Linked DNA regions of Mus musculus: regions 1, 2, 3, 4, 5 and 6 are each linked to region 7. A link is a contact called in public HiChIP or PLAC-seq and promoter capture Hi-C data. All regions are on one chromosome and are shown on one strand. The core of a region is the stretch at or near the end of the contact, and the rest is flanking DNA. Distances in the headings are between cores, read along the strand shown. Region 1 overlaps Gm31295 (a long non-coding RNA gene). Region 2 has its middle 20 kb from the start of Gm31295. Region 3 holds the start of 9130020K20Rik (a long non-coding RNA gene). Region 4 holds the start of Htr1d (5-hydroxytryptamine (serotonin) receptor 1D). Region 5 holds the start of Wnt4 (wingless-type MMTV integration site family, member 4). Region 6 holds the start of Luzp1 (leucine zipper protein 1). Region 7 holds the start of Ephb2 (Eph receptor B2).

Region 1 (3,580 bases), core at 594-3,093, 450 kb after region 7:
GGGAGAATAAGAGCCACAGTCTGACAACCCGTGGGAATACCTCCCCACTCAACAGCAAAAATGTATTTCTGTCTTGACATCTACAATGGAAGCTTAATTGCTGATAAGTAGCTGACAACCAGTAGATGCCATCCGGGAGCTAAATCTATAACAGACTCTAGGAGCTCCTTCAGAATGCCAGGCTCCTAGTGGGTGAGGGGGAGCCAACAGATTGGGGCACAGTGCATCATCAGCTTGGTCAGGGAACCCTGGGGTCAGGGAAGGCAAACTCGCCCTACCTCCATCCCCCATCCCCCATTCCCCCAGCAAGGAGTGGCAGCAGAGACAACAGGTGCCACTCCGAAGGCCACTTCCTCCGGGGCACTGTGGTCATTGCTTTTGTGGTCATGTAATATTGCGGATGGCACTGTAGGCGCTGTGGTGAGTCTCAGTGAGGGCCACTACTTATCTTACTGAGGACTTACTGTGTGCCTGTCTGTCTCCTGAGCATGTGAGGTAAAACAGTGCTTTAGTGTTCGAGACTGTATGACCAGGGGTCCAAGGTTCTGTTTCCAGCACCCACATTGGGTGGCTCACAACTACCAGGAACTTGAGCTCCAAGGGATCGGAAGCCCTCTTCTGGAATAGTCAGGTATATCACACGCGTGGTTTGCACACACACTGTGGTGGACGAGGGACCTAAGCAAGCAGTCTGGCTCAGGGCCAGGGCTCTACCTTCCTACACTCCTATACAAGATCACTATATCTTACAAGATCACTCCAAAAAGCCTGGTTACTGTCATCTCATCTTAAGGATAGTGACCAAGACTCGGGTAGATCGAGTGACGCCCTTAAGGTTGTATTGCATATATGTGGCAGAGTCAGGGTCCAGTGGAAGGCTTATGTGTAGTCTTTAGTTTTTTTAAAGATGTATTTATTTTACGTATGAGTGCTCTCTCTGCATGCATACCTGCGTGCCAGAAGGGGGCATCAGATCCAAGTACAGATGGTTGTGAGCCACCATAAAGGCACTTGGAATTGAACTCGGGACCTCTGGAAGAGCAGCCAGGGCTCTTAATCGCTGAGCCATCTCTCCAGCACCCAGACTTATACATATTCAAAGTCCTTGCTTCTCACTGTCCATCCTCTTTTGGTGAGTTTGTGCCCAGCTCTCTGAGGAGCCACTGAGACAGAAATTATAAATGCTCTCTCAGGCAGGACACATTTATCTTTGTTATGGAGCTGTCACAGAATCGATAGATAGAAAGTCCGCTTTGTAAGCAAAGTGTTAGGTAAGACACCTGGTCACAGCCAGGTCATACTCAGTGACACAGGATGAGGACACGGGGCTTGAATTGCTTCTGGCTCTAAGGCTGGAGTTGCCAGGAAGCTCAGGTTCGAAGCCCTGCTTGGGGCTGGAAATACAGTGCTCACCTTGAATGCACAACACCCTAGGTACAGTCTTCAGTGCCATAAAGCCAAAGCAAGGCACAGAGCCCCTAGAAACACCCCCTTTCCTTTCTTATCCCTTCAACCCCCATCCCCCATTTTTAAAAAAAATTTATTTATTTATTATATGTAAGTACACTGTAGCTGTCCTTAGATACTCCAGAAGAGGGCATCAGATTTCGTTACGAATGGATGGTTGTGAACCACCATGTGGTTGCTGGGATTTGAACTTGGGACCTTCGGAAGAGCATTCGGCGCTCTTAACCACTGAACCATCTCGCCAGCCCCCGTCCCCCATTTTGAAACAGGATCTCAGGTAATTCTGGCTGTCCTTGAACTCCTGATCCTCCTGGCTCCACCTCTCAAAGCTGGGATTAGAAGTGTTCACTACAGAGCTTGGCTCAACTCTCTCCCTCACCTCTTGCCAGAGGAGAAAGTCCAGGATGGGTATGCAGGGATTCCGTTAGTGTCCGTGGCATACTGACTACAGGGGTGACATGATGGTTTCTTCTTTCACAGTTCTACTGGAGGTGGAATGGGAAGGCTGAGGCTGGAAGCCCCGTAGAAGTGGAAGACTGGGGCCAGAAGTGAAAACCTGGTAAACACATCCTGCGTGGAGTTAGGAAACTGTCCATAGATTCCCCCAGGTGGCTTTTCCTAGGCGAGTCACCTATACAAACTCATTAGACTGTGAGCACTCCAAGGGGACAAGAGCCTGGAGCTCTGTCGCCTGGGCTCAGATCTCAGCTTGGGCCCCTTGTCCATGTGGACAACTTCCTTTCTCTCCCTGTGCCCACAGTTCCCTCATCTGTGAATTGGGAACGAAATGACACCTGTTCTGCAGCATGCAGTTAGAGTTTATGTACATTGCCTGCAAAATGCCTAGAGCAGTAGGGGTTTTTGGGTGTTTCAGGTTTGGGACGGGGTTGGGAGAGGGGCAGGGCTGGGGTCCGGGTAGGTATGATGTAGTGAGTGCTGCCTCTTGTCCTTACTGAACCTTGTATCCCCTAGGCTTGGCACAGGAAATGCTGATGGCAACAGGTGACTTCCAGCTCTCCCTGTTGTCCCATTTAGGGATGAAGCAGCAGGAAACGGCTTCAGTGCAGCGGCCCGCAGCACAAGCTTGCCAGCCTCTGCTGGCCTGGCTGCACTTAAGAAAATCTGTCTCTTTTGCCCTCTGTCCAGCCTCAGCCGCCCCCTCTGGGTGTTCCCTAAGTAGCTTCTGTCTGAAAGCAGAGAACTTATAGCAATCCTCCTGCCTCAGCCTCCTGAATGCAGGGATTAGGAGCATGTGTCACCACATCCAGATCTTTTTTTCAAATTAGGTGAGACCTAAAGAAATGTTAAAAATCTTAAATAAATTAGGAGACAGGTAGAACCAAGATTTGAACTCAGGCTGGCCTTACTCTAGAGTTAGAGCTGAGGAGCATGGAGCCTGAGGCTGTTAGGAGACCATGGACCTTAACCAGCTTTTTGCCAGTATTAAAAATACACGAAGCAACAATTTCTTTTTTTTTTGAAGGATTTATTATTTTATGTATGTGCATACACTGTCGCTGTCTTCAGACACACCAGAAGAGGGCATCAGATCCTATTACAGGTGGTTGTGAGCCACCATGTGGTTGCTGGGAATTGAACTCAGGACCTCTGGAAGAGCAGACGGTGCTCTTAACCACTGAGCCGACGGTGCTCTTAACCACTGAGCCATCTCTCCAGCCCCATTGTTGTTGATTTTCAAGACAAGGTTTCTCTGTGTAGCCCTGACTGTCCTAAAAGTCCCTCTGTAGACAAAGGTGGCCTTAACTCAGACAGCTGCCTGCCTCTGCCTCCCAAGTGCTGGGATGACAGGAGTGTGGCAGCACACCTGGATGAAAAGAGATTTCTTCAGCTCGAAGATTTGGAGTTAGTTGCATTTGGTCTCTGGGGAAGGTGCGTGGAATGTCAGGACAGAGTAAGTGTTCACATCTGGAAGCAGTAAGCAGAAGGGAGAGGGTGGGAGCCAGCCTTGCTCCCTCATAAGAACCCCCTGTGAGAAGTATCCTAATCTTCTCCCAACGCAAAGCCCAGCAGCCCCCCCACCCCCCACCTCACCGTGCTGACTCAGGGACTTTACATTGACCCAGCCCCGGCTTTGATCGTCCTTATGAGAGCT
Region 2 (3,639 bases), core at 246-2,745, 470 kb after region 7:
TAGGACATCTTCCATGCTAGGTAGGCACTCTACAACTAGGTTACATGTCTAGCCCCTAGTATTAGTTTGGAACACAGATTCTGACAGAAACTAACATTAATTATCCAAAAGGCCCAGAGACACACTGCCTTCCAATCAGTAGGCAATAGAGGATGGAAAAGGGCACTTTCCTATCCCATATTGTAGAAAGGTGTTTGTGTGTGTGTTAATTAGCTTAGCACACAGAGTATCCATGATGTATGTGTTCTGCGTTGACTCTCCTTTCTGTCAGCGGCTGAAGTGCAGGATCAATGCCAGCAGACCCAAACTCGCCTCAATATTTCAGGAAACACTGAGCCCCAGAGTCCAGACAATGACAGACTGTGACAGAGATGATACGGAAAGAGTCTCAACCATCACAAGAATCAAACATGTGGCTGGCTGCCTAAGCAGAGGTGCAGCGAGGGGCGGCAGGGGGTGGGGTGGGGGCGAGCTCTGGAATGACTGCTTTCATTTCCACCATAAAATAGCTGGTCCGTGACGAGCTGCTATGAGAAGCTTCTGCCTCCGATCACTGGCTCTCTCCGAGTAGAGGGCAATCTAAAGGCTCGATTCCTGCTCCCTGGCATTCCGTGGCAACAGACAATCTGAGTGCTACTATTCTAGTTCTGAATAATGTCTTCATGAAGCTAATTTAATTTGTTTTTTCTTTTTGTAGTAGTGGGGATCAAATGTAGTCTTCTGCGTGCTAGGCAAACATTGTACTCAGGCCCCTGCCCCACCGTCTCATAGTTAAGATGACTCAGTCAGCTTGGTCATTTAAAGGGAAATCTTCCTGTGCGGAACGATGCCTCTTAGAGGCTAGAGGACTCTCCAGTTTTCACAGCTCTAACGAAAGGTAAAGGGAGGACCAAGGCCTTAAGCCAGTGGTTCTCAACCCGTGGACCGTGACCTCTTTGGGGCAGAATAACCTTTTCATAGAGGTCACCTAAGACCACTGGAAGTCACAGACATTTACACTACAATTCATAACCATAGCAAAATGAGTTATGAAGTAGCCATAGAAATCAGTTTGTGGTTGGGGGTCACAGCATGAGGAACTGTATTCAGGGCAAGGGGAAGGTAGAGAACCACTATCTTAATTGAAGGCCCAGTTCTGGTGTCTGCTTGTAAGCTTATTACGTAGGTGACTCACAGAAATACTGCCCCTTTGAGCCTTGCCCTTTTAAAATTGTGGGGTTTTTTTGTTTTGTTTTTTTGTTTTTGTTTTTTTTTTTAGGGCAGGGTTTTTCTATGTAGCCTTGGCCATCTTGAAACTTGCTTTGTGAGTTGTGCCAATCTTAGATGTCATCTGCTTCCTCCTCTCTGTGCTGTTGTCCTCTGCCACACCTGTCTGTGACACCCAGTGGCCCAGATCACTGGGATGCTAGGCTAGTGCTACCTTTGAGCTGTGACCTTGACTGTTCCCTTGCTAACCCAGGGAGGGACGACTCAGCCGCAGCTGCTTCCAGCAGCAAAGCAACGCTTGTTTCAGAGGGAAAGCACAGAGCTTGCCTTAGAAGCTGACTGAAGGCAGACTGAGCTGGCAAAGGAAGCTGATCAAAACTACACACACAAGCTGGTTACTGTAAGTGTGTATAATCCCACAGGGTTTCAGCATGTTGGCTATTATGTAATAGGCTTGTTTCCTGATTCAACCTTCCTAGCCTTTATCTCATCTATAAAATGGAAAGACAAGAGTTGCAGTTTTCAAGGGATGATGCGAGCAATGGATCTCAGTGTGTGACTGTGTATGTAAAGATGCTGCTGTAACATCTTATATAGCCGTATGTGCTCACGTAACTTATATATGTTGTGATACAGCCATGTGGCACTGTGATGGGTCACCCCAGTCGCCCTCCATCATACTGCATGGGTGCCAGTCATTTTACTGAGACTATGAGGTTAATAATTTTTGACAAAAATGTAACTATGAGGCTAGAGTTTTGTTTTGTTTTCCCTTGTGATGCCGAGACTGAACCCAAGCCCTTGGGGATGTAGGCAGGTGCTACCTGTCAGCTGTATCATAGGTTGTCTTAGAGCTCAGTTTTAAACGTTATAAAAATGTAAGGTCAATGACTTGTATGAAACACATAAACTAACGAGGCATAAAGAATACTTACAGAATTACCATGCTGACAAAAGGCAATGACTGGGGTGCTCTTTTCATGCCATACCTCCTGGCCAGTCTGCCTTCCTGGCTTTGGTTTATAGCTTTGTGACATGTGTGGAATCACACTGTGACTTGTTGGAATCCTCGGTCACCACTGCTTATAAGATTCACCTAGTGTTGGGACCTCAAGCACACTGGCATTATCAACCTGTGGTGGTTTGAATTTGCTCAGCCCATGAGAAGTGGCACTATTAAGAGAAGTGGTCTTGTTAGAGGAAGGGTGTCAGTGTGGGGTTGGGCTCTGAGGTCCTAAGCTCAGGCTACACCCCGTGTGTAAGAGGTCCTCCTAGCTGCTTGCAGAAGATATTCCTGCTGCTGCCTTTGGATCAAGATGGAGAACTCTCAGCTCTTTCAGCACCGTGGCTGCCTGCATGCTGCCATGCTTCCCACTGCGATGATAATGGACTGAACCTCTGAACTGTAAGCCAGCCCAATGTTGTCCTTTATAAAAGTTGCCTTGGTCAGGGTGTCTCTTCACAGCAAGGAAACCCTTTTTGAAATGACTGTAGTCAGTTCAGCCATTAGAAGCAGATGGCAGATGAATGGCATGGCATAGTGCTTGCATGGCATTCATGAAGTGCTGTATTTATCCCTGGGAACACACACTGGCCTAGTTGTTTTCCTGTTGCTGTGGCAAACATCATGACCAAAAGCAACTTGGAAAGGAAAGGGTTTATTTCAGCGAATACTTGCAGGTTATCCAACACTGAGGGAAGCCAGGGCAGGAACTGAAGCAGTCACCATGGAGGAATACTGCGTACTGAGTTGACTCAGACCCTTTCTTCCTTTATAAAGATATATATTTGTATGAGCAGTTTGCGTGCAAGTATGTCTGGGCATCTTGTGTACGACTGGTGACTGCTGAGATCAGGTGTTGGATACCCTGGACCTGGAGTTATGAACAGCTGTGAGCTGCCCTAGGAGTGCTGGGAATCAAACTTGAATCTTCAGCAACAAGAGCTTTTAACCTCTGAGCCATTTGTCCAGTTCACAGTTTCCTTTTTTATACAGGCCAGGATACCTGCCCAGGGTGGCATTGCCCACTGTAGCCTGGGCCGTCCCAAATGAATATTTCATCAAAAAATGTCCACAGATTCACCCACAGGCTAATCTGATGGATTGGTTCTTCAGCCCCAATCTTCCCAGGTGACTCAAATTTGTTTCAAATTGACAAAAACAAGCATGCGCACGACACACACACACACACACACACACACACACACACTATGTTGTATGCAGCACAGGTTAACTTTATGTGAAAGAACAGTCCATTCTACTTTTGGAATTTGGCGTCTATGTAGGGGGTGTTTGTGTGTGTCTTATGGCATGTGCAGTGGTCAGAGGACAACTTTGTGGAGTTCTCTTTTACCTTTCTTTTATACCTTTCTATGGGTGCAGGTGGTCAAACCCAGTTGCCAGGCTTATGAAGCAAGCCAACAAGCAGATCT
Region 3 (3,589 bases), core at 525-3,024, 490 kb after region 7:
CAGCAGCAGCAGCAGCGGCGGCTGCTACTTCGTGTGGTAGTATACACCTTTTGTCCCAGCACTCTGGAGGCAGAGGCAGGCTAATCTCTGAGTTCAGAGAATTACAGGACAGGCAGGAAGCAGCTTAAAGAACAAACCAACCAACCAGTAACAAAAAAGCTTTTAGCTTTTCTACTTAGCTTTCTACTAAGGTTTTCTTCTTTTGTTGAGCCCCAGAAATGTGAAAAAATCATGACCTTGGCATCACCTAGAAGCTTGGTGCTGATCAATCAGTCAGATCGACACAAGAGAATCAACTACAAGACCAGCATTAGCCTGGGAAATGAACTCAGAGACAAGAGGGAATCTGAACATCTCTGAGGGCTTCTATCCATGTCAGCGTGTGGAGTTAAGTGATAACTGTGACCGGAACAACTGCAAACATCTCATCAATCCCCAGCATCCCTTCCAAGGACTTTAGGAAATTGTCTTTATGTACTGTACGAGCTGGCTTCCAAGAACCTGGGGATAGCAGAGCCTTCATTTTAACATTTACAAAAAAATGGTCTCATTCGGACTTTTTTTTTTTTTCATTTAGAGAAGTCAAATAGAAATTGTTACAATGAATGAACATAACTACATTGCTCTCCACAGCATAAGAATGAGTTTCAGCAACAATTTTTACTCTTGCTTATATTTGAAGGATAGTCTCCCTGTATAGCCTCAGACTTTCCTCCTGCGGCTGCCTCCAGAACACTGCTCCAACAGGACTTTATGGGCTAACAGGAGGCACATCAAAACTAAACACACACAATGTAACCAAAATCTGAGTGGTTTTTCTTTTGTTTTTGTTGTTATTATTTGTTTTTTGAGACAGGGTTTCTCTGTATAGTCCTGGCTATCCTGGAACTCACTCTGTAGAAAAGGCTGGCCTTGAACTCAGAGATCTGCCTGCCTCTGCCTCCTCAGTGCTGAGATTAAGGAGTGTGCACCACCAGTGCCTGGCTTACTTCAACCATGATGTGCTGGAAAGACATTTAAGTTCTGACCAAACCAACTGAGGTATTCTAACAACAGCTAAATGAATAAATCCCATGATACTTATCAGGTTCAATAACAGGATTTGTTTGGTAACATTTTGATCAATATAAAGCACACTTCCTTTTAAGCCTGAAATTTTAAACACTGACTAAAAATAGCTTTTAAAGTATATTATTTTTTATTTAACCTATTTTAAAATCCAGGGAACCAAAAGCAAGACTTAAAGGATTCTTGGCTCGAGCATAAAATTAACCTCCCAAGAACACATGGCAGTGACCAAGGCCTCAGTGGAATATGAGACCTGAAATAACGCAGTCCCTTTCCGTTCAAGGAAATGCTTTCTTCTCTGCACAGCTGACAACTGCAGAATGACTTTCTCAGACGATGCTGCAGTTCTCACATGCACAGCTGTGAAGCTGAGTTTTAGGCTAATGAACTTCTATGTGATTTTTGAAGGATGCTGCTGCATAGTTTAAATAATTTTTATATAAACTGACTACCTTGCTCAAGCTGGCCTCGGCCATGAGTCTAACTGTACGATTTTATGAATTAACTTATTAGCATCATGGTGGGAAGCTAAACGCTATTCTTTGTGCACAGGAGTAAGTGCTACTAAACTATTTCCACAGACTTCTGCTCTGCTAACAACTAGACCCTAATGGTTCCCAGAAGCATGGTGGCACAAGCTTTTAGTCCCAGCACTTGAGAGGCAGCAGACATGGGAAGACTCTTAGTAAAAAAAAAAAAAAAAAAAAAAAAAAAAAAAAGTTAGGTCATTATCTAGGAGTCACAAATAACTGAAAGAAACAAGGTTTCTTGAAGAAAATACCTGTACCTGGTCCTAATTTTTCTAAAATTTCTAGAAAAGCAGTATCTTCAAAGATATAGACACAACTACCCTGGAAAATATTCATTAAACTAATTTCTTTAAACGAAGTAAATGAATTCAGGGTTGAGACAGCAGTAAAGATAGCCTAGAGACATCCCAGACTAAATGTGGCCCACATCTGATCTTGGAGCTAGGCAGGGTGGGGCCTGATCAGTATTTATACCGCACCCCGGCCTCTGCCCTACCCTGGCTATGACAGTCTCTCAGAGAGCGTTAGACACTGCTGCTTTGAGAACAGCCCTTCCTGTTTCACTGAGTGATCTTCTGACCTGGGGACAACGGAAAAAAACCAGAACAGTAAACTGAAAACCAGTGACCTAAGGGAAGGCCCATCACTCTCACCTCATAACTTAACTTTACCAGCAATCCTCATTCACAAGACAACTCGGAATGTATCTAGACACCTTCTTGCTACTTATTCAACTTGTTTTGATCATTTGACCCCGATGACCATCTCCTAAGCCTTTTTTTTTGGTATTAGTAGCACAGTTAAAGATGGCCGAGTAAGTGTACGACTTTCAGTAAATCTCCATTGTGAGCGGCAGAGCTTCCTTCCACCCTCCTCACTGGTGAGGATCTAAGTATGCCCTTGAGGAAAATAACAGAAGAGAACCGCCACATCAAGCCAACCTGCAAGAGAATGGGAGCTATATTAAACAGATACTAAACTTACACGAAGGCAGAGAACTCTTCCATGGAACTTCCTGTTCACTGGCAGTATTTTTCAACCACAGACCCAAACCCTCCAACACAGCTTGCATCAAATACCACCTCTCTTTGTGGTACCACGCTATTGCTCAAGGCAATAAAAAGCCTACTGCCACCATCACACGGGTGCTTCCATTTGCCCCTTCACAGTTTCTCTAGACCACTTCCAATGTTGTTAAATTTTCCTCTGAAAAACTTTATTGGAGCCTAAAATGCCAGAGTCAACATTTCTGCCTGATACTTCTGAGCCCAGGTCTTACAAAGGTACTCAAGTACCCCGGGGAGAGCCCCGCCCCGCAGGGATTCAGTAAGTAAACCACTTTGCTACTCCTTAACTGGCTTCTTTCAAATAGGTTAGGACTGAATTTGGGAAGAATTTTGAGTGTAAAAACCTAAATTACACAGCTGAAGACTCTGTTTTGTACAACTGAATTAATCACACCCCACCCCAAATCACCAACACAACATTTTGAACATGTTAAATTTTATTAAAAATATTAACATCATACAAATATTCCAATACAGGTATGGTACATGAACACTGTACCAAAAGCAGGTTTTTCTTGAAATGATTAAATGGACATGTCATGTAACTGTCCCAATTTGGATATATCTCATGTTACTGTACTGTAGTACACCAGAAAGTTTTTTAGTGTTTTGTAGGCATTTTCTGTCCAATTCTAGAAATAGCCAGAGAACATAACTCTAAATACTGCAGTGACTCTTTAAAGTACAATTCCACCTATTTTCTTTAGCAGGCCAGAAGCACCTCTTTAGCCAAATCTTTACCTGTGAAAAACCACAGTAAGTAATGTTCTGAGATCCTGACACAGCTGCTACATGGACTGGAAGCCCCTTATTGGAGCAATTTAAGAGTTCTTCCATAGCGCCCACTTCCTTTCTGGTCCCATCAAGTGTATTTTGTTGCAAATGCATATGGTTAATAAATTGTACTGTTATTTCTCTTAATTT
Region 4 (3,973 bases), core at 41-2,540, 410 kb after region 7:
TCTGTGTTTTCTGAACTCTTAGGCAACCCGCACCCCCACCCCCGTGAAAAGGTCGGTCGAGTCTCAAAGGGGTTGAGACTCAGAGTTTGAGGACCACTGCCATAAAGCAATTCCCAAGATGAGATCTGAGGTTGCTACTACAAAGCCTGGCGAGGAAGGCCGAGTTCCTGTCTGAGGTCAGATGTAATACTAGGCAGTGATTCCATTTGATTTTGCAAAGCAAACCTGGAGTGTGGTCGTTGTCACTCTCGTTTCATATAGGAGGGAGCCAATGCTCAGAGGACTAAGCAGCTAAGCAAGTAGCCAGGGCTAGTTTGCTAATGTGGCCAGCCTGAGAGTATTAGGATCTTAATCTCTGATGGTCCCCAAACCCAGCGAGTGGGAGCAGGTGGGGGTGGGGGTGGGGGTGGGGGCCGGGCCGGGGGCGTTGAGTATTACATTCTACAAGTACTGAGACTTTGGGCAAGATTTTTGCCACCTTCTTCCCATCTGCAATAAAGCCAATCTCCCTGAGCTCTCTGCAGTTCTGATGTTGCTCGAAAAGCTAGGATTTGCAGAGAACTTTACCGCGTATAAAAAGGCATCCACGGTCTCTCACCCACTCCCACCAATCCGCAGTGAAGGGAAGCGTCCTCTCCATTTGAGAGATGTGCACACTGAGGCTCAGAGAGAAGCAGTGACCTGCCCAAGGTCACAAGCAAGTCAGGGCCCTTTCCAAACCCGAGCTCCAAACTGGACGCTCCTTCAAGTCCCCTCCCGTACTGGCGTCACCCCTGACCTGGCCGGTAGAGGGCTCCCCGATTCCCTAGGCCGTCACCGGGGCCACCTGGGGGTAGACGTTTCACCTCGGGCCGAGGTGGGGGGGCACTCTTGTCCAGTGGGATCTTCCCAGAGCGCGGGACACGGAGGACGCTCTCCCAGGGTCCCGCAGCCTCCCCTGGGGAATCCCTCCACCCACCCCACGATCCAGGGCTTTGGACAACCATCCGGGATGCTCCCTTCGGGCCCCGATGGTCCTTTGGGACCGTCTTTCCGTGCGCTCCTGTCCCGTCCGAGAGGCGCACAGAGGCGGGACGCCAGGTGACCCATCAGGACCCGCCCGGCTAGGCTCAGCCCCGCGAGGCTGCGACGCCCCAAGCTCCCGCGCTTACCAGCTCCCTGCCGGGAGGTACGGAACAACGCCGTGGGCGCCTCGCACCCCTGAGGGCTGCAGCCCGGCCTCCTCCACGACCCCCGCTGAGCTCCGGGCGCCGCCGCCCTCCGCGCCTGCAGCTCGGGCTCCGGGCTCCTGCCCGCGCCCGCCGCTGCTCCGTGCTCTGCTCCCCGGCTCCTCCCCCGCTGGGCTCGCTCCCCACTCGGCCTCCCGCCCACAGCAGGGGAGGCCCGCCCGGAGCCCCTGCCCCAACCCCACGGTAGGAGGACGCAGGGGATGCGGGTGGAGGAGGCCCACCTGTAGGAAGGAATGGACTGTCCGGGGAAAGTGGACCGTGCCTAGACTCCATCCGCGGGTTCCTCACAAGCTGAGTCTCCCGCCCCCTACCTTTAATTTAGCAAGTATTTATCGATCTGCTTTATATCTGCACCGGCTATGCACTGGGCTTAAAACCATTGTGCAACCCCCGCCCCTTGGGGCTCACGTTCTACTGGGGCGGATACGATGTACTTAATGAGATGACAGATGTTTCAGGAGGAAAATAAAGCAAGAAAGGAGGTGGGGAGTGGACAGGGTGGTCGGAGGCGGTGGGAGGGCGGGGGAGGGGAGAAAGTCTCACCGGGAAAGCAGCCTCTCAGGACAGACCGGAGGTAGGAAGCGTCCCGGCCACACACCAGAGGTGGAATGAGTACAGTTTCCTGCTGGGCAAGCAGAGTGATCCCAAAGTTGGGGCAGCAGATATGACCGCCAGCTCCCTTATTCAGCGTTTAGTAGGGGCTGCGGATGTAGAGAGCCAGAAAAAGAAAGAGAGAGAGAGAGAGAGAGAGAGAGAGAGAGAGAGAGAGAGAGAGAGAGAGAGAGAGAGAGCTGAGTTCAAAGACAGGGAGGGCAAAGACTCCTGCTTGACCAGGTTCCTTACAGCTCCGGTGGACCTGGCCTTCCGTGTCCTTGCCCACCCACTGTGTCTCCTTACTGTTTGTATATTCTCATGTCTTGTTATCACCAGCATCCACCAGTAGACTGGTTATGTGTTCTTGATGAATTGACCCTATTAGCATCATGAAGTGACCGCGACTCTTCATCCCTGGTAAAAGTTGTGTCTTTGAGTCTCCTTTGGGGGGGAGTGCATAGGGAGATCCGGAAACACCCACCAGCACCCACACAGCTGTTTGACATCTGGCACACCAGCACACTGAGAACTCAGCAGCTATTCCACGCCTTGCTTGCAGCGTCCTTCCGTGTCCTTCTATTTGCGCCAAACTCTCTGCCCACCTGGCCCTCCCCTTCCGCCCCCACCCCTTGCTCTCCTGGTCTGTCATTTGTGATTGGCTTGGAGCCTCCATCTCTCTCAGTCTCTCTTTTTTGGAAGGCTGTGATCAATGGTCATTAATAATGCAGAGGTTCTTTTTGTCTTAGCGCAGATCCCAGGCAAATAAATCCACGGCATGAATAGACAGGAGTTATGGGCAGCCACACCTCAATCAGCCGTCTCTCCTCTCTTTAGGCCCTTGGCTCTTTCCCCACACTGGAGATGGGGAGATTGAGCAATGCCAAACATAGGTGGCCTTAATATAGGCTGTGCTACTAGTGTCCTGGCTGAACCCCTGTGGAGGGCCAGAGGGTCCTGATACACAGCCCAGCATGGCAGCTGCCAAGGTCCTACCCTGAGGTCTTGCAGCTGAAAACTACATACTTTAGAGTAGACAGTGGCATGTCACGAGTGTGTGTGTGTGTGTGTGTGTGTGTGTGTGTGTGTCTTTTATCTGAAGCAGCCCTGGGGAAAGATATGCGCAACATAGCTCAGTTGGAAGCATACTGGCCTAGCATGCACAAACACCTGACTTCAACACCCAGCATCTAATAAACAAAGAGTAGCGGCACATGCCTTAATCCCAGCACTAGGGAAGATTAGAAGTTCAAGGTCACTGGCTACATTCACAGGGAGTCTGAGCCCAGTCTAGACTCTATGAGACTGTCTCAAAATAATGATGATGGTGATGATGGTGGGGGGGTGGGGGGGAAAGAAGAGGAAAAAAGGAGGAAGAGGAGGAGGAGAAAGGGAAGAAGAAAGGACAGGAGAAAAGGACACACCTAAAGCAATCAATACCTTCTAATAGCACCTGCTTATAGAACTGCTCAGGGCAATGTTGATGGAAATAGCTATGTGTATGGAGGGAGTTCACTTCAGATTCTCAGTCCTTCCCGGGACTAGCATTTGTGCAAAGTGCCATCTCTGCCGCCCCCCCCCCCCCCGGGAGGAAACCTCCACACAGCTGGGGAGAGCAGAATGTGGGAAGCAGAAGCAGAGGAAGAGGTATACAAGCCCTTGGGTATAGGCACATGGGAGGGGTCACCCTGGCCTTGAGCCTCCAAGACAGGCCAGAGGCATCTAGGCAAGGGGTGCAGAGAAGGTTCCCCAGGGGCAGTCGCTGTGCAGAGGCACCAAACAAACAACCAAACAACCGCAGGACAGGTACTTGCTGCAGAGGCTTTGGATGGGACGGAGCTGTAGGGAGTAAATGACCTGTGCTGGAGGGGCAAGACAGGCAGGCTTAGAGAGGCTTGAAGGCCAGGTGACAGGGACCTCTTTTCACTCCTGGGCTGAGAACTTGAGAAAAAGTGTAAACAAAGGCACGGCCTGACCGCACAGGGCACCTCGACAATCCTGGTGCCCTGACAGGACACAACATGACCGCACAGGGCACCCCGACAATCCTGGTGTCCTGACAGGGCACAGCATGACCGCACAGGACACCCCGACAATCCTGGTGTCCTGACAGGACACAGCATGACCGCACAGGGCACACTGTCAATCCTGGT
Region 5 (3,808 bases), core at 151-2,650, 440 kb before region 7:
TGCAAGAAGTGGGGGGCGGGAGGGGAGGGGACGGTGGCTGTGCCCTGGTTTCTGTCCACTCTGCCACTGCCCCTGAAGTGTTAATCAAATTAAGAATCCAGGAAAAACAATGCAGCCACTTTGGGCCTCAGAGGAATTGCGAGCTCTCGGAACAGCTGGGAGAATTCCACATCACCTCAGTCTCCCAAGCTCTGGGTGGCTCTGACCCCAACGAACACACTCCTTTCCAGTCTCCAGGGCCCTGGCTGGCCACAATGACCTCATAGCAACAGCCATTGGACACTCAGGGCAATTTCATGGGAGATATTTGTTCTTTGGTCTTGATGCAGAGAGAATTTTTCCTTTCCCACTGTCTCCATGGAAACCCCAGCTACACTGTTGGCTATCCCCCCTTCCCACCTCATGCTTTTCAGATCAATACAGGAGCTTGGCTCCCCACTGGCTGCCCACAGTGGAAGGCTGCAGAGCTCTGGGCAGGAGAAGTTGGGGCCAGGGTTAAGCCTGGGCCATAGGAAGTGCCACTGAGGAGGGATGAAGGAGTCTAAAAGCTGGTTCCTTGTTCTCTTAGTCACTAGCTCTTTAGCTCGCCTTCCCAGGGATCCTCCCGAGCGCAGACCCAGTCAGGGAGAGACACACAGGTCACCAGTGGTTACCACCCCCTTCCTTCTTAGGCAAGACCCTTAGAGGTGGATGGGGGTTGTCGCCTTCTTTATTAAAGGTTGGGAGAAGTTTCTTCCTGCCTCAGGGAACAGCGAGGAGCAGCCAGAGCCAGCCTGCGGGCTCTCAGAGGCTCGGCGCCCCGGTCCTGGACTTCTATGTTTGGCTCCCGCCCCCCAAGCAGAAACAGGTCTCTGCACGCCTCCAGCTCAGCCCGCAGCGCGGCGCGGCGCAGCGCAGCGCGAGGAGCTCGCGCCCAGACTCCTCGCGGTTAACCTGCTATTATGCTCGGGACGCTTTCCCTCGGAGACCTGTCAGCCCGCCGGTTTGCGCCTCGCTCCGTTCCCGGGCCACCGCCCCGCGCTCGCACCCCCGCGCGCCCTCGAGCACCCAAAGGAGCCTCCCGGTGCAGACGCACTGCCAGCCCTGCTACCCCGAGCCGGACTGGGGCAGCAGGGGTCCCGGGACCTCCAGAGGGAAGACCGGACAGTGGTGGTGGCCGGCAGGAGGAACCGGCGGGAGCGCGATCCTCGGGTCCCACGGCTGAGACACCTGCCGGGAGCCCCCTGCGCCTGTGGCCCCGGGACCCGCCCCGCCCGCCCGGTCCCCGGCCCGACTTACAGCCAATTGCTCGCGGCGGCCGAGAACACGGCGAAGACGAGGAGTCGCAGGGACCGCAGGCACGAACGGGGGCTCATGGTGCCGTGCGCGCCCAGCCCGGGGCAGCGGCCGCAAGGCTCCCGTCGGGGCGGCAGGTGGGCGCCGCGCGGACGGGCTGGGGCGCCGGGCCGGGGCGCGCGGCGGGGCTCAGCCTCCGAGCAGCCGGCCGCGCCGCCCGCTGCTGCGCCCGCTGCCCGGCGGACCCGACTGTCAGCGCCGCCCCAGAGCCGGGATGCGGCGGTGGCGGCGGAGGCGGGCGGGCGGCCGGCGGGGCGGGCCGGGGGCGGGCCGAGGATGGGGTTACCTGGGCGGGTCCAGCGGCGTGGGACAACCCCCCCCCCACGGGGGCGGTCCTGAGCCCGCGGGACTGGGCTTCTCCTGGGGGGCCTCCCCGGCCCGGCGCCCGGACGCGCTCGGAGCCTCAGCCCCGCTGCTGCAGGCACGCTTGGCCGCACGCCGCCCAGTTGGGCCGAGCTAGAGGCGCGGCGACCCAGCTGCTGGGTCCCCGCCCGGGGCCTTAGGGACGAGCGGGCACAGCTCCCCCAGCCCGCCGCTGCGGGCACTGCAGCGCCGCCCTGGCCGCGCCCCGCGGCCCCCCGCCGGCGCCTGGGAGCCGGGATCCCCGGCCGACCCCGGCGGAGCCACCGGAGCGAGAGCGGCTGCTACTCGCGCGCACCCAGTCGCTCGCGCTCAGGGCGCACCAGGCTGGGGTGCCGCCCGGCTGTCCCCACCGGACCCCTCCCCGCCCTCAGGCCCCCGCGTTCTGTGGTCCGGCCCCTCCCTAGCACTCACCTCCCTCCAGCCTTCCCGGAGCTGGACAGGGGCCTCTCTACTTCGGGCAGCTTGGGACAGTGGCCTGAGACTCCGGGAATCCGAAACCTCGCTTCTGGATCGCCCTGAGTTCTGGCGCGCTCCAGGCAGCGAGGTTTTGAGCGAACCCCTTGCCTTTCTGTGTAGACCTTCTGCTTAGGAACTGGAAGGCTGTGGAGGCTTCCTTTTAGCACAGGAACCAATCTTTGCTGTCTGCTTGGGTTTCTGTTCGATTCTTTTATTACTTCTCCCACGTCAGGCAGATTCAACCCTTAGCTTGGTGTCTGGCACAGAGTGGGTGGGTGACACGTTTGTGGAGTGAATGAATGGAGTGGAGATATTGCTTAAAAACCCATGCCTGGCTGGTGCTGAAGCTCAATTCCGTGTTAATAGTTACTTGCCATGGCTGGGCCACACCCTCTCCAGGTCACTGATAGAGCCCAGACTCTGGCCCTGCCTGAGGCTACATCCCACTGAGCTAGAGGAACTCTGTCTAAACAGGACACGAAAGCCCAGAGACCCTACTCAATCTCACTAAAAGCAAGGGGGAGAGAAAATGACCTGGCCTCTGCCCTTCCAGAACCAACTGTTTTCTCTATGTGAGTTTGGCTGCCCACCCCCACCATGGCCACGTTTGACTCCAGTTGTCTGGGTTAACCCAGGAGAGACTTGATAAGCGTTTGGCATGGAGGCTGAGCAGAAGGTGGTAGGGATCCGTGGAGCCCCGGCAAAAGTGCAGATGTGAGTTCATGTACCACATGTCTAAATATTTGCAGGTGATAAATCAAGCTAACAAAACGAGGAATAAAATATGTCCTAGCCAGCTCTCAAAAAAACACGCTTTCATAATAACATGCAGAACTGCTCTGAGTGTGAGCTTCTCACACTGCCTGGGTCCCGCATATGCATGGTGCAGCAATGAAGTGCACAGAGAGTGACCCTGGTGCCTGGTCCTGACTCTCACCTTTTCCCACTTCTGCCTTTCTTGCCCTTTACAGATTATTTTGTGCACACATGCACACATCTCAGCTTGTATAGACAAACTTGGTCTCCCGTTCCCTCTCCACCCAAGCCCTCCACCCATTTGAAAGCTGTGCAGTCTTGGCCAGTCCTCTGCCTTAGGGCCATACACACCAGTGTGCAGCCACTCCAGTCTGATCAGCTTGGATCTGCAAGAGAGATGCACCTATCCTAGAAGTTAGCAAGAGTCACCTGGGCAAGGAAGTGTAGGGGCCTGGATCTCCAGAGTGAGACCCAGGGAGGGGACACAGGCTCCAGATGACCACATCTCTTTGGCCCCATGATCTTCTCTCTCTCTGTGTTTAGAGTCAGTGAGCTAGAGAAAGGCCAGACTGTGGGGTGTTCAGGGCAGGGCCACTCTTAGGTTTAAGCGTGGTACAGAATTACTAAGCTATTTTGAGCCACCATGTAGATCCAGTATAGTGAAGATAATAAATAATTTAAACAACAGTAGGCTATTAGTTTAGGGTGCCTATTATAGCCCCTTTCCAAATCGAGACATTTATGTTATATGGGCTTCTCTTACTGATGTTCTACAACTAATCTTGAAAAATATTGATGTTTATTTATTTCAGTTTTATTTTAAAATTATATACCTCTATATGGATATGTCCAAATAAGGTAGGTACCCAAAGGGACAAGAGACATCCTGCCTCCCTGG
Region 6 (3,696 bases), core at 297-2,796, 370 kb after region 7:
CATACTGTACAGATTTTCCCAGAGGAAATAGCCTCCCCTCATCTGGGGTTGCTAAATCTTCCTAGGTGATCTGAATTCTTCCCGGCTCTGTCACTAGTCCAGATCCTTAAGCCAGAACCACAGACAGCAGTTGGAAAAAAAAATAAAATAAAAAGGACAAAAAGAAATACCCTGAACAAACCCCAAATCTCAAAAATATCTTCCAAAAGGCACTGAGGTCCAGAGAGTTATTTTCTCCTGAATGGACAGAAAAGCCACCACGAGGCGCTCAGAAGCACAATCCTTTCCCCCAAGGTCATTCAAGTCATCGAAGGTGCGACAGAGAATCTGCAAGCTGCTCGGTTAAAGAACACTGCGGAGATTTTTTTTTTTTTTTTGGAGGTGTGTGAAGGGGGATGGGGGGGGGGGCTGCCTGCTCTCTTCCCCTCTCCCACCCCGAAGTGTGAGCACCCGCCTCGGCATTTCCGAAACAAGCCACAACAAGCTCTGCAGTGTTAGGAAAGGGGCTGACGCGATGAAGAAACAGATGCTCCATAGCAAGATGGGTCTTTCTCGGCCGGCTGAGGCTCCTGCGAGGTAATTAGCAGAAACCGCAGGCACCTCGGAGAGGTCCCCACCGGGCTGCGGAACCCACCAGCCCCGCCGTGCCAGTGCCCGTGCCCGGGACGCCGGCTTCCACCTCGCTAGTCGCCTGGCCAGCCGCAGGCCAAAAGCGGCTCCCGAAACCGCACTTCATTCCTGCGCTTCGGGAAGCCATGGCTCCCTTCCCTGCCGGGCCGCGGGGCGGGGTGCGCGCTGCGGAAAGTTCACCGCGGCGGCGGGAGGGGGCCGGCGGCTACCCGAGTGCCCCTGCAGATTCCACCATTAATTAGTCCTCGGGACTGTCGACTGGCAACTTAAACAAAGCGAATGCCTCGAATTCCTTCCCGGGCCGCGGCGGTCTGGCCCGCGAGACGGGAGCAGCGCGCCGGCGGGAGCCGCGCGGGCGGGCGGGCGGGCCGCAGCCCCGGGGCCGACAGCTGCGGACGCCCCGGGGCCGCCGCGGGCCTCTCCCCGGCCCCCCGCGCGTCGCGTCCCGCACACCGGCCGCGGCCCTTCCTGTCCGCTCACTTCCTTCCTCCCGGCTCGCCGCCCCGCGGAGCCCGGCGAGGACCCCGACGCCTCCCTCCCTGGCCGCCACAGCCGCGCTCGCCCTCACTCGGCGTCTCCCCAGTCTCCTCAGAAACGTCCCTCCCCCTCCTCAGGAAGAAAAAAAAATCTCTGAGTCTCTCCCTCCAACTCCAGCCACACTCTCTCCGGCTGGCCCACCGGAGACCTCCCCTTCCCGGCTCCGCTTCCAGAACCCGCGCGCACTCCCCGCCGTCCCCGGGACACCCCGGCCGAGACCCCCTCACCCCCGGCACACAAGCCGGACTCCCAGGCCGCCCGCCTCGCCACACTCCCGCCGCCGCCTCACCTCAGCGGCTGCGGCCCGCGCTCCCGCCGCCGGAGGATCCGGCGCTCCGCTCCCAGCGGCCGGCGCCTGCTCAGGCTCCCCCAGACTGACAATGAGGGGCGGGGCCTTGTGTGGCGTCAGCGCTCCGGGGCGGGGCGTATGCCAGGCCACGCCTCCTTTGGTCCTTTTTTTAAGCCCTCCCACTTCCAAGCCCAAGGTTTGAACCCAGCCAAGTTTTCATTGCCTTCCTAGCTAGGTGCCCCGGACCTGGGCTAGGCTCCGGAGGAAACCTGACTTGGAAGGCAAGACCGCGCTCAAAAGAAACGCTTTCAGAGACGTTGGGAGGGTGCAGTAAAATCGTCCATGCAAAGGGATTAGGGCCTGAAATGAAGTCATCGCTCAACCAAACACCTCTTACTCAGTGAGTGTGGAGAAGGGACTGGGCGTGGCTCAGAGGTCATGACTTCTAGTCCCACTGGCTCCACATTCATTCCTCAGGTGCTGCCAGGAAAGTCCTTTCCCATCTATATCCCTTACTTTTCCTTCTTTAAAATGGGAATCGGCAGTGGGCCACATGGTCTCAAAAAGTCCCCCCAATGCCTTCTATGTACAAAGTACTAGGGCCAAGAGAACCCCTGGGGGGAAGTGGACTTTGAAGGTAGCTCAGGACCTAAATCCTGCAGCGCACAGGCCACATTCAGAGACGTTCTGTGGGCGCCCTCCCACGCGCTGGCACCCAGCAGCCTGCACAAGCCGGGACACAGATGGCTAAGAGCTGCTTCCTCTCTGACTGCAGGAGTATGGCTGGTCTCTGGAGACGCCTCTTGTGTAAGCTCTTTATTGCCTATGGAACAAAGGCCAAATCCATGGCCTGGTATTCTCACTTCCTACCTTCATACACACGCTCTGAAGTTTACCCAAACTTCCCTTAGCACACCCACCGCTTTCCCACATCCGCCCTTCTGCTTGTCACCTCATCTCCTGTGTGCGTCCTCCTATTTCTCCCAAGGCAAAAAGACCAACCCTCTTTGCTCTCTGTACCTGGTGGCATTGACTCCAGCTCTCACAGGGCCGTGGATACATTATAACTTGTATCCTGTTGACCTCCAGCTGGGTGTGGCAGTGGCACATTCCTATCTTTAATCCCAGCACTCAGCAGGCAGGTGCATTGCTAGTTTGAGACAAGCAGGGCTACAAATAAGAAAACATGTCTTAAAAAATAATGCCATCCATGGCCATGAGCGCTGGTAGGCAAATGCTGAAGAGGGTGAAACAGGAGAATCACACATTTAGGGCCAACCTGGAGTACCCTTTGGGGCTGGGGATACAGTTCTGTTGGTAGAGCATTTGTCTAGTATGCACAATGCCCTGGCTTCAATCACAAACACTGCATAGTTGGATGTGGTAGCATATACCTCTAATTCCAGCACTCAGGAGGTAAAGCCAGAAAACTCAGGAATTCAACTGCAGAGACCGGCATAGTAGCAAATGCTTTTAATCCCAACACTTGGGAGGCAGAGGGCGGGCAGAGTTCTGTGAGTTCTAGGCCAACCTGGTCTACATAGTAAGTTCTAGGACAACCAGAGCTACATAGTGAAATCCTGTCTCAAAGAAAGAAAGAAAGAGTTCAGAACTGGGGAGATAGCCTATTTGTTAGAGCATTTTGCAGAGGAGCCAGGTTCTGTCCCAACACCCACATGGAAGCTCACAACACTCTGCAGCCCCAACTCCAAAGGATCGAATACTCTTTTCTGGTCTCTGCAGGCACCAGGTACATACATGATACACATACATACACATAAGCAAAACATTCATCCATGGGAGCTGGAGTGATGGCTCAGCGATTAAGAGCACTGACTGCTCTTCTGAAGGTCCTGAGTTCAATTCCCAGCAACCACATGGTGGCTCACAACCATCCGTAATGAGATCTGATGCCCTCTTCTGGTGCTTCTGAAGACAGCAACAGTGTACTTAGATATAATGATAAATAAATCGTTTAAAAAAAAACACTCATCCACATGAAAAAATTAATAAATAAAAATAAAGTTGGTTGGTGGTGTTGTCGATGTTTTCAAGGCAGGGTTTCACTGTGTAGCTCTGGTTGTCCTGGAACTAGATCTGTAAGGGAGGCTGGCCTCAAACTCAGAGGTCTGCCTCTGCCTCCTGAGTACAGGGATTTAAAATAAAGGTTTTTTAAAACAAAGTTAAGGCCATCCTCAGCACCGTGGTGGGCCTGAGGCCATTCTCATCCCCAGCAACTT
Region 7 (4,049 bases), core at 1,435-3,934:
GTGGGAGGCTCCGCTCGTTGAATTATCATGAGCCGACTGGATGGGTGTGAACACTGCTTTGTAAACTGTTAAAGCGTGATTGCAAATGCGGGGAGCTGTTGTCATTAGACAAATGAAGCTTCCAGCCGTCTCTTCCTGTGCAGTGAGGGACCGGGTCTGGATCCAAAGCTCACTCTCCAGCCTCTGCTACACCTGGAGGGGCAGGTTCCCCATTAGGAAACATCTAATATGCTGGGGGTTTGAGAGGCAATATGCAAACTGAAGATAATCAAACTATCCCCAGGCCCCAGCAAGGGAACCCGTGATCATCTTTCCGGAAAATCCTAAGCAAATGGGTGTCAGTCCCGAAGAGGCCAAAGTTAGTGAAGGCACTTAGTAAGGGGTTGATGAGGTGGAATCCTGGTCACAGAGCAGAGAAAGCTGGATAGGGTTTGGCTGGGACAAAGGCGGAGTCGAAGGCAGTTGCCAAGAGAGCAGAGAGGAAGGCCTTGGATGGCTGACAAGACTCAGCCTTTCTATAGGATCTCAAATGGGGAATCATACAACACGGAGGGAGAACGGGATGGGGAAGATACGGGGCTTTGTTTATTGCTACAGTGATTTTTTTTTTTTTTTTTTTTTGCGTTTGGCCAGGTAAAAGTCCAGACTGCTATCAATTAATGATAAGGTTTTCAGTGACTGTGGGAAGTTGGCTAACTGAATAAACGTGTTCTATGGACCTATGCAAGGCCCAAGGGATGAGTGTGGGTGTCAGACACTGCTTGAATCCTAGCTCCGATGCGCTATTTGGCCTTGAGCAGATGACTTACCTGGTCCTCAGTCTCATCACCTGAGATGGCCTGCACCTGCCACCAGAGTTGTGACAATGGAGGAGAGGAAAATCTGGAAACGTGAACAGCCCCGAGCCTCATCCCTGGTACCCGGGTTCTCAAAGGATGCTAAAATCTAGTATTTGTATTTTGAATCAAAAAGGATTTTAAATCAAGAAGGAAGCAATTGCTAGGGGTGGGTGGATGGTGACAAGGGTCCCCAGGGGATAGAAAGAAAGCAGAGCTGAATCCACCCAGGATGTAATAGATGGCCCATAAATGTTTCTGGAAATGGGGAGGGGCCACCTGTATACACCAGGGATGGAGGAGAAAAGGCTCAGAGTCCACCAAATCCTAAGCCCCTTGGTTTGTCTGATGAGGAGAAACAGAGAAAAAAAAAAAAAAGCCAGGGCACCCAATTAACTTCTACCCCAGGCAGGAGTCTGCAGGCAACACGGAGTGGAAGGTGTTGGCAGAGAGGGTGATCTTCCCTGTTGTCTTCTATTCTCCCCGGCTCACTTCTGTTCTGCCTCCTTTGCAACCTTCGAGGCCCACCATTTCCAGGTGGCCTCCCAGGCTGAGGTTCATTTCTGATGGACTCTCAATGCTTCAAAGGGTGCCCCAAATTTCCAAACCTCAGTTGGTGTCTCAGGACAGTCTGTCTGATGGGCCTTGAAGGGAAGACATCTCTGGGACGTTTTGTTAGTTTGTGGGACAAAGGGACTGGAGAGGTCTGCACTGGACTTTTAACAGCTTGTCTCTCTAAAGCATTCTTCCACCCACTGCAATGATCATGGCCAGTGCTGTTGGCTAAGTGTGTTTTCAGGAGCGCGGGTCCCAAAGGCTAGGGGCCCTGCCTGGGTGGTTCCCGCAGGATCCCTCCAGTCCTCCCACCACCGGTCTCAGCAAGCCCGCTAATGATGATGGTGATGAAGGCTGTCAGAGCAGGCTGGGCCCGCAGAAATGGAACAAGGGGTTGTGTCCTCCCCGAAGGGACAGCTATGCACAAAACCGAGCAGCCCAGACAGGTCCATTCCACCGAGGGGTGGAGTAGGGGCTGTCGCTAGGCACCCCCCACCCCCGGGCCTCCTCCACACCCCTGCTCGCAAACTGCACCGGGAACCAGATCAACAGAGGAGAAATACAATGTGCGGCTGGGAAGGTCCGCGGGGAGGGGCCGGTGGGCTCGCGCAAGACAACAAGGCAAGGAGGGAAGGCCCGGGGTCTGCCTGCCAGGGCCCGCCACTCCTGCCAGAGAGAACCCCGGGCCCGCGGGCGAGCGCCAAGGCCCACTCTCCCAGGCAGAGGCCCCAGCCCAACCCTAGAGCCTGGGAAAGCCGCCTGTTTTGTTCCCAGCTCCCCCCTCTTTCCCCCCCTCATTCATTGCAGTTCAGTCCCTTTCGAAGCCGCAGGGACGCGGGTGGCAGGGCTCAGGCAAGGGGGTGGCACTCCCAGTCCTGACAGGTAGGGCCAGTCCCCCGGCTTTGGGCAGCCCCTTCCTCGTTCTCCGCCCCCCCGCCCCGGGTCCCCTCTCTCTGCTCCTGTCAGCCGCGCCAGACGATCTCGGCTTTGCAGCATTCAATAAAAATTGAGAAACATTTGGGCTGAAATCGCTGCTTTATCTGGAGGAGCCACAGCGCCGGGAGAGACCACTGCTGCGCGGGGGGGATTCCGGGGTCCCGGACACCCGGGTGAGTGGGGTCACGATGCTCCAACACGGTTGCTGCCCCATCCGAAGGGACTCAAAAGATTTAGAAGATCATGACTCGGGCGTGGTGCAACCCGTGGGTGCACCGGGCAGAGGCACAGGATTGGCAGTCCAACCCCGGCTCCCCCCACGCCCGCGGCTCAGGTGGGCCGTGCCCAGCGCTGGCGGAGCCCGGGTCCCCGTTCTGCCCGGGCTGGATGGCTCATTCTGCTGGCTGCGCGGCGGCGGCGGCTCGTGTGTGTGTGCGCCGCGCCCCGCCGCTCCCCGCCGGCCCCCCGAGCCCGGGGCGCGCGCTCCAGCCCGGGGGTCCCCGCGGCGCCGCGGCCGGAGGCTCCGGGCAGCGCAGCAATGGCCGTGCGCAGGCTGGGGGCCGCGCTGCTGCTGCTGCCGCTGCTAGCCGCCGTGGAAGGTGAGCGGGGATGGGGGCGGGGAGCGGCCGCCTCGGCCCCGGGTCGCCCCCTCACTCGGCCCCGCGGTCGCAAAGTTTGCCCGGGGGCCGGTGCCGGGCGCAGGTGGCCGCGGGGAGGTGTGGCCGGCGGCCACCGCTGGGAAAGACGCGGGGCCCCGCGGGCGCCCGGGCGAGCGGCGGGCGCTGATTGACTGTGCCAGGAGGAGGCGAAGGGACCATCTTGCCGAGGCTTTGTAGCCAGCCGGGTGAGCGCCGCCCAGGGCTGGGGGGTCTTACCACTGCGCGCCCGCCACCGAGGTCCCCGCATCCCCGCAGAGCCCGGCAATGCCTCGGCACCGAGCTCAGGGGCGCGGGCCCGGCGCGCAGTGGGTGCTGCAAAGTTTGGCAGGGAGCGTTCCGAGGGAGGCACCGCGGCCGCGCCAAGGATTGGGGATCCCTGGCCGCGCCCCCTTGGATGCAGCCTGGGCCACCCGAAGAGCAGGGGCACCCGTGGAGTGGAGCGAAGCGCGCGTGTCCCCCACCCTCGCGTCCGTGCCCGCCCGGTCGCTCGCGGCGTACAATGGGGTCCCCTCCCCAGCAGGACTGAGCGGGGGATGGGGCGATGGGCATCACTCTTGCGCGCCGGGTTCTCCGGGTACCTCCGCGGGCCACCGCCCCGTGGGCGACAGAGCTCAGCGTGGAGTCTGGAGCCCCGAGAACTCTCCAGCTGCCGTCAGAGACCGGACCAGATGCTTTGCCATGTGTTGTTGGCCTTGGCCTGGGTCTCTGGGCCTCTCCCCGAGGCCTCGCGCTGTGGTACCACCCGACCCCCCGGGGGCGGGAGTGGCTGCCAGGTGGTCGCAGCTCGCTGGCTTTGGAGGAAAAGTTGTTAGTGGGGGTCTGGGTGTGTCCACCAGGAATGGCCGGGCTGGAAGGACCAGGCGTGAATCCTAATAATGGTTCTCACGTGTACTGTGCTCTACAGTTTGCCAGTCGCTTCAGTTTATGAAGTACTTTGCTCTCCGTGGTTTACAGCGTGCTGCACGGTTGACAAGGTACTTGAAGCCTTCTTTGCAAAGTGCTTGCCGGCCGACAATCTGTGTTGAATCCTTCAGAAGTCTTCCGGGAAGCCAGATGGGTCGAA

The links. Promoter capture Hi-C pulls out the DNA fragments that hold promoters and counts their contacts. HiChIP or PLAC-seq counts read pairs in DNA pulled down with a chosen protein or histone mark.
Region 1: a contact with region 7 is called in a promoter capture Hi-C map of liver, with 2.3 times the contacts expected there. The contact joins the enhancer-like site here to the promoter of Ephb2 in region 7. A contact is called at or near these places in 4 of 39 promoter capture datasets (the 3T3-L1 cell line, 3T3-L1-derived adipocytes, liver and 1 more), 2 of 484 Hi-C or Micro-C datasets (the HPC-7 cell line and embryonic stem cells), 3 of 115 datasets of contacts at active chromatin or transcription factors (all in embryonic stem cells) and 2 of 9 other capture datasets (embryonic stem cells and pancreatic islet).
Region 2: a promoter capture Hi-C map of hippocampal neurons shows a contact between it and region 7, with 3 times the contacts expected there. The contact joins the enhancer-like site here to the promoter of Ephb2 in region 7. A contact is called at or near these places in 6 of 39 promoter capture datasets (cranial neural crest, embryonic stem cells, hippocampal neurons and 2 more), 1 of 15 datasets of contacts at CTCF or cohesin (the NIH/3T3 cell line), 2 of 484 Hi-C or Micro-C datasets (cerebellum and embryonic stem cells) and 1 of 115 datasets of contacts at active chromatin or transcription factors (stem cell-derived neural progenitor cells).
Region 3: a contact with region 7 is called in an H3K4me3 HiChIP or PLAC-seq map of embryonic stem cells, with 3 times the contacts expected there. The contact joins the promoter of 9130020K20Rik here to the promoter of Ephb2 in region 7. A contact is called at or near these places in 1 of 39 promoter capture datasets (hippocampal neurons) and 1 of 115 datasets of contacts at active chromatin or transcription factors (embryonic stem cells).
Region 4: an H3K4me3 HiChIP or PLAC-seq map of embryonic stem cells shows a contact between it and region 7, with 5 times the contacts expected there. The contact joins the promoter of Htr1d here to the promoter of Ephb2 in region 7. A contact is called at or near these places in 2 of 39 promoter capture datasets (hippocampal neurons and liver), 1 of 484 Hi-C or Micro-C datasets (myeloid progenitors), 2 of 115 datasets of contacts at active chromatin or transcription factors (embryonic stem cells and pancreatic cancer cells) and 1 of 9 other capture datasets (embryonic stem cells).
Region 5: an H3K4me3 HiChIP or PLAC-seq map of embryonic stem cells shows a contact between it and region 7, with 16 read pairs. The contact joins the promoter of Wnt4 here to the promoter of Ephb2 in region 7. A contact is called at or near these places in 7 of 39 promoter capture datasets (the 3T3-L1 cell line, cranial neural crest, embryonic stem cells and 2 more), 3 of 484 Hi-C or Micro-C datasets (all in embryonic stem cells), 5 of 115 datasets of contacts at active chromatin or transcription factors (bone marrow-derived macrophages, embryonic stem cells, neural tube and 1 more) and 1 of 9 other capture datasets (embryonic stem cells).
Region 6: a contact with region 7 is called in a FOXA1 HiChIP or PLAC-seq map of pancreatic cancer cells. The contact joins the promoter of Luzp1 here to the promoter of Ephb2 in region 7. A contact is called at or near these places in 1 of 39 promoter capture datasets (cranial neural crest), 1 of 484 Hi-C or Micro-C datasets (embryonic stem cells) and 4 of 115 datasets of contacts at active chromatin or transcription factors (embryonic stem cells and pancreatic cancer cells).

The regions. Positions count from the first base shown.
Region 1 is chr4:136,388,569-136,392,148 of GRCm38.p6, reverse strand. It overlaps Gm31295 (a long non-coding RNA gene), which reads right to left. Exons shown (of 3, transcript XR_390837.3): 3 at 3,156-3,393. Among named protein-coding and RNA genes, the nearest start is that of Gm31295, 2.9 kb to the right of the region's middle. Within about 2 kb of position 1,843, at least 2 of the 459 cell types and tissues checked have an H3K27ac peak or open chromatin away from gene starts, as enhancers often do. A contact at or near this core is called in liver, where this site is marked.
Region 2 is chr4:136,365,982-136,369,620 of GRCm38.p6, reverse strand. No RefSeq gene overlaps it. Among named protein-coding and RNA genes, the nearest start is that of Gm31295, 20 kb to the left of the region's middle. Within about 2 kb of position 1,495, at least 7 of the 459 cell types and tissues checked have an H3K27ac peak or open chromatin away from gene starts, as enhancers often do. A contact at or near this core is called in hippocampal neurons, where this site is marked.
Region 3 is chr4:136,345,477-136,349,065 of GRCm38.p6, reverse strand. It overlaps 9130020K20Rik (a long non-coding RNA gene), which reads right to left and starts at 1,774. Exons shown (of 2, transcript XR_881499.3): 1 at 1-1,774. Hnrnpr (heterogeneous nuclear ribonucleoprotein R) reads right to left here. Exons shown (of 11, transcript NM_001277121.1): 11 at 3,085-3,589.
Region 4 is chr4:136,421,929-136,425,901 of GRCm38.p6, reverse strand. Htr1d (5-hydroxytryptamine (serotonin) receptor 1D) reads right to left here and starts at 1,290. Exons shown (of 2, transcript NM_001285484.1): 1 at 1,152-1,290.
Region 5 is chr4:137,275,227-137,279,034 of GRCm38.p6, reverse strand. It overlaps Wnt4 (wingless-type MMTV integration site family, member 4), which reads right to left and starts at 1,400. Exons shown (of 5, transcript NM_009523.2): 1 at 1,279-1,400. The coding sequence starts at 1,355.
Region 6 is chr4:136,467,611-136,471,306 of GRCm38.p6, reverse strand. Luzp1 (leucine zipper protein 1) reads right to left here and starts at 1,546. Exons shown (of 5, transcript NM_024452.2): 1 at 1,457-1,546.
Region 7 is chr4:136,834,647-136,838,695 of GRCm38.p6, reverse strand. Ephb2 (Eph receptor B2) reads left to right here and starts at 2,684. Exons shown (of 16, transcript NM_010142.4): 1 at 2,684-2,926. The coding sequence starts at 2,866. It overlaps Gm31536 (a long non-coding RNA gene), which reads right to left and starts at 2,761. Exons shown (of 5, transcript XR_881502.3): 1 at 810-2,761.